Linked DNA regions of Sus scrofa: region 2 is linked to region 1. A link is a contact called in public HiChIP or PLAC-seq data. All regions are on one chromosome and are shown on one strand. Each heading gives the region's core, a stretch centred on a gene start, on an enhancer-like site or on the middle of the called end of the contact. The rest is flanking DNA. Distances are from core to core; before and after follow the strand shown. Region 1 holds the start of PSMD1 (26S proteasome non-ATPase regulatory subunit 1). Region 2 holds the start of ARMC9 (lisH domain-containing protein ARMC9).

The links. HiChIP or PLAC-seq counts read pairs in DNA pulled down with a chosen protein or histone mark.
Region 2: a contact with region 1 is called in an H3K27ac HiChIP or PLAC-seq map of alveolar macrophages. The contact joins the promoter of ARMC9 here to the promoter of PSMD1 in region 1. A contact is called at or near these places in 5 of 47 Hi-C or Micro-C datasets (heart right ventricle, liver, skeletal muscle and 2 more) and 2 of 2 datasets of contacts at active chromatin or transcription factors (alveolar macrophages and skeletal muscle).

Annotation. Positions count from the first base shown.
Region 1 is chr15:131,805,479-131,809,821 of Sscrofa11.1, reverse strand. PSMD1 (26S proteasome non-ATPase regulatory subunit 1) reads right to left here and starts at 2,228. Exons shown (of 25, transcript XM_001925902.7): 1 at 2,042-2,228. The coding sequence starts at 2,057. It also overlaps the pseudogene LOC110257098.
Region 2 is chr15:131,926,841-131,931,183 of Sscrofa11.1, reverse strand. It overlaps ARMC9 (lisH domain-containing protein ARMC9), which reads right to left and starts at 2,542. Exons shown (of 24, transcript XM_021074827.1): 1 at 2,413-2,542.

The sequences.
Region 1 (4,343 bases), core at 979-3,478:
ATTAGTTGACTGATTTCTTCATTCAGGATACACTTTTGGGAAACTAATCTGACTAACATCCATGAGGACGCGGCTTCAATCCCTAGCCTCTACCAGTGGGTTAAGGATACGGCATTGAGGTGAGCTGTGGTGTTAAGTTGAAGACACGGCTTGGATCCTGAGTTGCTGTGGCTGTGGTGCAGGCCAGCGGCTACAGCTCCGATTAGACCCCTAGTCTGGGAACCTCCATATGCTGCAAATGTTGCCCTAAAAAGACAAAAAGAAAAGAAGAAAAAAGAAAAGATATACCTTTGAACTTCTGCCATCTGCTCAGCAGTGTTCTAAGAATTATGAAAATGACAAGTTTCCCACCCAAAATTCTACACAGAGAGAAAGACAGTAATCAGACAAGTAAACGAAGTAATTACAGGGCTTGTAATGAAGGGAGGGGACAGTTGAGGGTGAAAGAAGCAGCATGTTTTAACAGAATGATCAGAAAAGAAAGACTAACACTTGTGCTGAAACCAGTGATTGGGAAACTAAGAGAAAACTTGAAAAGGAGTCTAAAAAGTGCAGGAGGAATGGGCAAGGGTCCTGAAGTGGGACAGAAACTGACTTAAGGAAGAGAAAGGCCAGTATGACCAGAGCACAGGGAGGAAAAGAGCAGTACAAGACAAGGTAGGAATCAGATCATGTAAGTTTTCAGTTAACAATCTGGATATTTTATTATAAGCACAATGAAAAGCACTGAAGAACTGTAAAGGATATTATGTGATCAAGGTTTTAAAAAGAATACTCAAGAAGAATGGACTGTATAGAGGTAATGGTGGAAAACAAAATCTCCAGGCTGTCAAAGCGACCCAGGCAAGAGATGAAGGCGGGAGGGGCTAAGATGATGAATCTGAAAAACAATGAGGCCTCCATTTACAGGTGGCAGGAAATTTAGTGCTTATTTTATCTTTAGAGAGCTCTGATGGGGAAAAGCCTTTCCCAATGTTGTACTACAATTCATCTCCCAATCATATGTACCCCTTGGGGGAAAAAGTCTACTTCCATGTACAAGTGACAGCTCCTCAGGTCTTTAAAAGTAACGATCCTGTCTCCCACTGTTGCCACCAACTTTTTTAAGCAAGCCTTATAAACACATGGTTAACTGCCGTCTGACTAGTTTGTTTACAACAAAACACTTGTGGGACATGAAGACAGCAAATCAGGACCAGAAAAGCGCATGTGAGCAAGAGAGGAAAAAGGCCCCAGAGGCTGTGGACAGCTACGTGCAAAGCGATCCCTAGTGGGGGCTCACACTTCACCCCAAACTTGACCCCTGTAACATCCCATTGCAAACGTCATTCCACGAATCTACCCACACAATGGTTGAGTGTAGGGCACCTGCTCCGCCCGCCCAGGAGCTCTTTCTTCGTCCAAGCAGAACATTCACTGATCATGGAGCCTCAAAACCAGAGGCTGATTCTCAGTATAATAACCGTCTTCAGGATGCGGTCCTCAACGAACACAAAAGTTCCCTAAGTGCTTTAACTAAATATCCTTGGAACAGACCTGGAAATGACCCGTCTCACACCTGACTTAATTTAGATTTCACTCTAAGGAGAACGGAGCTGGGTCAGACCGGGAAGCACTTAGGTAGCCAGAGGCTACCTTACTGTCCCGCAAAGGGGGCCCACCCCATCCTAACCACCTGTAAGGAAGGGCTGGCATCGGACGGCCCCGCACGGCCAACCTCGGGAGGGATGGAGTTTAGGAAAAACCCGTCAGGGTGGGAGAAGGGTCCAGGGCGCCCCTCGGGTCCGAGCACGGGGGTGTGGCTGCGGAGGAGGGATGACGAGGCGGTCAACCCAGCGCGAGTCCCCCGAACCGGACGAGGTCCCGGGGCCCACAGAGAGGCCGGGCCACACTGCCAGCCCCCGGCCCGGGGGTGGGCCTCGGGCGGCGGGCGGCCGCGCGGCCGGCGCTCCGCCGGGAGGTGCCCAGTCACCGGCCCTGACTCAGCTAAAAGCCGGCGTGGCGCCTCCTTCCTTTCGGCGCCGGCTGCGGCCGCACTCACCGGCTGAGGTGATCATGGCTGCGCCCCGCACTCGCCCGCCCGCTCGCTCGCTCGCCGCCCCGGCCGCGCCGTGTATATGTCAGCTCAGGACCCGCTCGCTCCGCCGCGTCTCCTGGCTGCCCCGGTGCCCCGCTCAGTCAGTCACCTCCTCAGGCCGCCGGCTCGCTTCTCACCCAGGACCCCGCCCGCCCCGGGGCTGCCCTCTGTCCCGCCTGCCGCCCGGCGCCGACTCTCCCCCGGCCTGTGTCTTCCGTGCCGCCACCGCCGCCCAGCGGAAGAATGCACGGAGAGCTCCGTGGTCTTCTCCAACCCTCCTCGGGGCCAGCGGCCCCGCGGGGGTGGGAACACCCGTCCGCACTTGGGGTCAGGCTCCAGAATAGCCACCCCTAGAAAAAGGACCCCACCATCACCCGCCATTGCTGAGAAAAAAAGGTGTTGAGGGGAGGTGCTTGCGGTGTTCGCAGCGCCACCTGCTGCTTGGGAAGTCTCCTTGCAGCGCCCCCGTGCCAGAGCCAAACCTTTGGTCCGGGTCCGGGCCGGGGCGGGTTCGTGATTGAGCAAAGAGCGTTTTCCTACAACAATGATTTTTCAATTTTTTTAAAAAAAAGCAGAGCCCAGCTTCAGAAGAATCCTCACAGAAATACTTTACTATCATATCATAATGCATCCCTAAGTAATCACTGGTTTATGATAAAGTTGAACAGTGGCTTTTACTTACATTTGAAAGAATACCGCACATGGCTTAAAAATCAGAAGTATAAAAAGATATACAGTGAAAAGTGTTCAAAGAAAAAAAAGTTTTCTTTTTTTTTTTTTTTTTTTTTTTTTTTTTTTTTTTTTTTTGTCTTTTTTGTTGTTGTTGTTGTTGCGATTTCTTGGGCCGCTCCCGCGGCATATGGAGGTTCCCAGACTAGGGGTCGAATTGGAGCTGTAGCCACCAGCCTACGCCAGAGCCACAGCAACGCAGGATCCGAGCCGCGTCTGCAACCTACACCACAGCTCACAGCAACGCCGGATCATTAACCCACTGAGCAAGGGCAGGGACCGAACCCGCAACCTCATGGTTCCTAGTCGGATTCGTTAACCACTGCGCCACGACGGGAACTCCGAAAAAAAAGTTTTCTTGTCTTCCATCTGCTCAGTTCCTCTCTCCCTCCACAGCAACAGGTTCCTGTTTTTTTTTATTACATCTAATGTGAAATGGCAGTTGTGATCGCCATCTGCACACTTCTAACAGCTTCAATACACAATTTACTTCAGTAGTTCGGAGTAGTCTTGACAAAGATTAGCGACAAATGGTGGCTTTTTTTTCTTTTTTTTTTTTTTTTTTTTTTTTTTTTTTGCCATTTCTTGGGCCGCTCCTGCAGCATATGGAGGTTCCCAGGCTAAGGGTCTAATCAGAGCTGTAGCCGCCAGCCTACAACTCAGGATCCAAGCCACAGCTCATGGCAACACCAGATCCTTAACCCACTGAGCAAGGCCAGGGATCGAACCCACAACCTCATGGTTCCTAGTCGGATTCGTTAACCACTGAGCCACGCCAGGAACTCCCAAATGGTGGCATTTTTAAGCCACTAGACTTGTACTCTCAAGCTACCGTTCAATTGAATAGTGATTATTAAACCTTATTTCTGGGGCCTTCTCAAAACAATGTAACCTAGTGACACAAGCCAATGATTTGCTGTTGAAATAAAACGTGGTTGATAATCCATGTGAGTTTATGTATGAATTTTTTTTTAATGGTGGCAGGTGGTTTCTTAAGCTGTACAGGCACTGGGGCTTGCCCGTGGTGCTCTTAATGTGCAAAGCCTGGACATGCTGCCAGTTTTTCTTGAGCAATGACACCAGGACGTTGACAGCTCAGTGGAGGCTGTACACAAGCTCACCCTCTGTCATCTTCACGCGGCCAACAGCCACTGCCAGACACAGCACTTTCTTCATCTGGAACTGGATCGTGGACTCCACTTCATCAACTTTGGCCACTGTATTCTCATTGTAGGTCAGCAAGGAAGGGAACTTGCCAGACTTATTCAGCCGTGAGCCTAGGATCTGTGGGATCTGCTTGATCGGAGACTCTGAAGCCCAAAAGGCATTGTGCTTCTTTTTTTTTTTTTTTTTTTTTTTTTTCCTTTGTCTTTTTGTCTTTTCTAGGGCCGCTCCCACGGCATATGGAGGCTCCCAGGCTAGGGGTCGAATCGGAGCTGTAGCCACTGGCCTATGCCAGAGCCACAGCAACACGAGATCCCAGCTGCATCTGCAACCTACACCACAGCTCACTGCAACGCCAGATCCTTAACCCACT
Region 2 (4,343 bases), core at 1,293-3,792, 120 kb before region 1:
GGTCTCCGGAGGAGACAGTTTGGGGGGTGGGGGGATGTGCTTGGGCTGTGGGATGGAAATCCTGTGAAATCAGATTGTGATGATCATTATACAACTACAGATGTGATAAATTCATTTGAGTAATTAAAATAAATAAAAAATAAATAAAAAATAAATTTAAAAAAGCCAAGGAAAGGGGACAGTGGCCCGATGAGGCCCAGGCAGGACACCCACCCCGCCTGCCACCTCTCAGCCCGCCAGAGACACAAGGAGCGAGGAGAACTGCTACAGTCTGAGGACCGCCCACCTCTCCAGCCTTTCTCTGGACCAGCCACCAGCCACTGTCCCTGTCCTGGCTCCCTTCTACCACTTCCCCATGTTAGGCACCCCCAGAAGTGAACTGCCCCCAACCCCCCCTTACAAAAGGCTCTTTGATGATTCTAAGCCCCCTGGTGTCCTCTCCTTCCCCTTGCAGGCAGACTGAACTCATCATACTTAGTCAGGGCTCGACCTCCTTCAGGAAGCCCTCCAGGAGCCCACCCCTTCCCTCCCCACCAAGGCGAGTCTCTCTTCTCTGAGGAACCTCCTTACACTACATTTACTTCTGCTGTTATACCTATTACCCTGTTTATAAAGGCAGGGTGCTACACTTAAATTTTCCATCTCCAGAACCTAGCAGGGGGCCTGGAAGGTTGACAGGCACCCAAGACGTTTGACAAATAAATGAAGCCCAAGCAGAAGGAAAAGCAATTTTGAAGGCCCTGGAGAAAACGCGGTTGTTCTGAGAACTCAAACTCCTTCCCACCTCAGGGCCTTTGCACATACTGTTCTCACTGCCTGTAACACTTTTCCCCTCTCTTTCTTCACCTGGCTAACTCCTGTGCTTAACAAGCATCACTCCCTCAGAGAAGTTCCTGGTGACCATCACTTGAATAAGATTCTGTTATGATCATCTGTCAGTGAATGTGAGATGTCATTTTACTGCTCCGACAATCTTAGAAATTACAGGACTTTCCGTAGACCTTTATATCATAACAGGTCATTTACTGAGGGCTTATTGTATGACAGGCAACGTGCAAAATGCTTCACTTTTTTTTTTTTTTTTTTTTTGTCTTTTTAGGGACGCACCTGTGGCATATGGAGGTTCCCAGGCTAGGGGTCCAATCAGAGCTGTAGCCGCCGGCCTACGCCACAGCCACGGCAACTCGGGATCCAAGCCGCATCTGCGACCTTCACCACAGCTCACAGCAATGCCAGATCCTTAACCCACTGAGCGAGGCCAGGCATCGAACCCATGTCCTCATGGATGCTAGTTGGATTTAACTGCTGAGCCACGATGGGAACTCCCAAAATGCTTCACATTTAATTTTCACAATAAACCTGACTGATGTATATCATTTATATTCTCCTTTGACAGATTAGGCAACTGAGGTTCAGAGGGGGTTGAGATGCTCCCAATAACTCAACTAGGAAGCAAGTGACAGTGGAAATTTAAATCCAGATTGATATCAACCTCTACACAGTATTACTCCAAAGTCTGGACCATATGAATCAGAATCACCTGGGATGCTGTGCAAATGAAAATTCCTAGCAAGTGGAGTTCCTGTTGTGGCTCAGTGGGTTAAGGATCAGGCTTTGCCAGTGAGATCTGGTGTAAGTAAGTCAAAGACTCCATCTGGCAGTTGCTGTGGCTGTGGTGCAGGCCAGCAGCTGCAGCTCTGATTCAATCCCTAGCCTGGGAACCTCCATATGCAGCGGGTATGGCCAAAACAAAACAAAACAAAATACCAGAAGGAAAGGAAAATTCCTAGCATCACTCTGCTCCTACTAAACACAGTGCCCAGAAATTGTTTTAAACAATCTCTCCTGATGACTTTTAACGCACATTCAAGTTTGAGAAGCATGGCTCTACTTTATGCAAAAACTAGAGAAAACTTCTTCAGACACTCCTGACGGAGGGATTTCGGGCCTACGAGCTGGATGAAAAAGGGAACTGTGGGATTTGTCTGAAAGACGAATTTGCATAGCAAGCATCCCGGTTTAGCTTAGACGGATGAAGTCTGGACTTCATCGGGGTGCCTGGGGAGAAGGGTTAGCTGATAGATAACGAAAGGGATGGATCTAAAGGCCCCAGGCCACATTCTCGAGCTGTCACTACCCAGCTGGACGACCCGGACCCCTTCAAAGATCAGGGAATACTTGTGGGAAGCAGCCGGGACTGTCCTCGGGATGTCCCGGCGGCCGCCTCAGGCCCACGCCAGAGTTAAGAGCCCAGGGCAGCAGGCGAGAAGTGAGGGCACCCGGCAGCGGCTGCTGAGTTGGCGCATGGGGAGAAGGCTCATTAGAGCCTCGGCCCTCGGATCCATCACCGCTCCTCCCGCCCGGGGACGTCGGGCTCGAGAGCGGCCCGGCAGCGTCCGGGGACGCGCTTACCTGCTTCGCCGCCGCGGGAACACGCGCCGAGTCAGCTCGGCCACCACCTCTCCAATCGTCACCCCGGCAACCGCCGCCGCCAGCCTGGCATCACGTGGATCCGGGCAGCCAATCACAGGACTCGACCTGCGCGGAGCATCCTGGGACAAAAGGCGTCCCGCAGGTTCCAGGCCTCAGCAAGAAAGTGTGGGCTTTCGCTTCCGGTTGTGGGTGTAAGTTGCTGGACCGCGTCACCCGTTCTCCTCGCCACAACTTCCTATTGGTTCGTTTCCACAAATATTGCGCGTGGTGTTGTGCCTGGCTCTGGGGATGTGCCTTGCTCGACCGCTGTCAACCTGTAACTTCTAGGAGCTCGGGTAAAAAACAAAACTGGCAAGAGATTATAGTGAAGTGTCTGCTTTAAAAGATAAGGCGGGAGTTCCGTTGTGGCTCAGCGGGTTAGGAACCCTACATAGTGTGCGTGAGGATAAGGATTTGGTCCTTGGCCTCGCTCAGTGTGTTAAGGATCCAGCTTTGTCCCAAGCTGTAGCTTAGGTTGCAGATGCCTCTGGGATCTGGTGTTGCTGTGGTGTAGGCCTATAGCTGCAGCTCCAGGTTGGACCACCTAGCCCAGGAACTTTCATATGCCAGCAGCTGTGGCTGTAAAAAGCAAAAAAGAGAGAGCGAGTGATTAAGAGAGATTTCCTCCCAGAAAAGCTGAGTTTTTTTTGGTGGAGTTTTGTTTTTGTTTTTGCTTTTTAGGGGCACACCACAGCTTTTTGAGATTCCCAGGCTAGGGGTCCAATTGGAGCTACAGGTGCTGGCTTACGCCACAGCCACAGCAATGCCAGACCCGAGGCACATCTTCCACCTACACCACAGCTCATAGCAACGCCTGATCCTTAACCCACTGAGCAAGGTCAGGGATAGAACCCGCAACATTATGGTTCCCAGTCGGATTTGTTTCTGCTGCACCACCACGGGAACTCCCGGAAAAGCTGAGTTTGATCACTGCCCAAAACTCAGGATGTGTGGGGGCTTCAGTGCCATCTATCTTCTTGGCTCAGAGTCCATGTAGAGATTGAAGAACTTTGAAGAACTGTGTCTTTGTATCTCTCAAGGGCTGCTTGAGTTCTTGGAAAAAGAACACAGGGGTTGGGAATGTGCAGCCCACAAGAGAGGTGTCAGTGAGCAGGAAGGCAGGGGAGGCCTGCAAATGAGGGAGATGAGAGTATCCACCTTGGCCTTGGGTCCTGTCCTATCTTGTCTTGACCCAGGGACCTGAGTCACATCACAGCCATCGATAGTTCTTTTTTTTTTTTGTCTTTTGTTGTTGTTGCTATTTCTTGGGCCGCTCCCGCGGCATATGGAGGTTCCCAGGCTAGGGGTCAAATCGGAGCTGTAGCCACCAGCCTACGCCAGAGCCACAGCAACACGGGATCAGAGCCGCGTCTGCAACCTACACCACAGCTCACGGCAACGCCGGATCGTTAACCCACTGAGCAAGGCCAGGGACCAAACCCGCAACCTCATGGTTCCTAGTCAGATTCATTAACCACTGCGCCACGACGGGAACTCCATCGATAGTTCTGTGTCTTGCACGAGGTTGGTAAAAGACCCAGGCCTTAAAATGGACTTCCCAAAGGGCAGGCCTGGACTCAAGATCTTTTTTTTTTTTTTTTCTTTTTAGGGCCGCATCCAGGGCTTATGGAAGTTCCTGGGCTAGGGGTCAAATCAGAGCTGCAGTTGCAGGCCAGTGCTGGTAAGTGCAGCCTACACCAAAGCTTGAGGCAGTGCCTGATCCTGAGTGAGGCCAGGGATCAAACTGCATCCTAATGGACACTAGTCAGGTTTTTAACTTGCTGAGACACAACCGGAGCTTCCCAAGATCATTTCAAAGCAAGTCAGGTCCTGCAAGAAGTCAGCTGGGGCCTCATCAGTAGTGATATTCC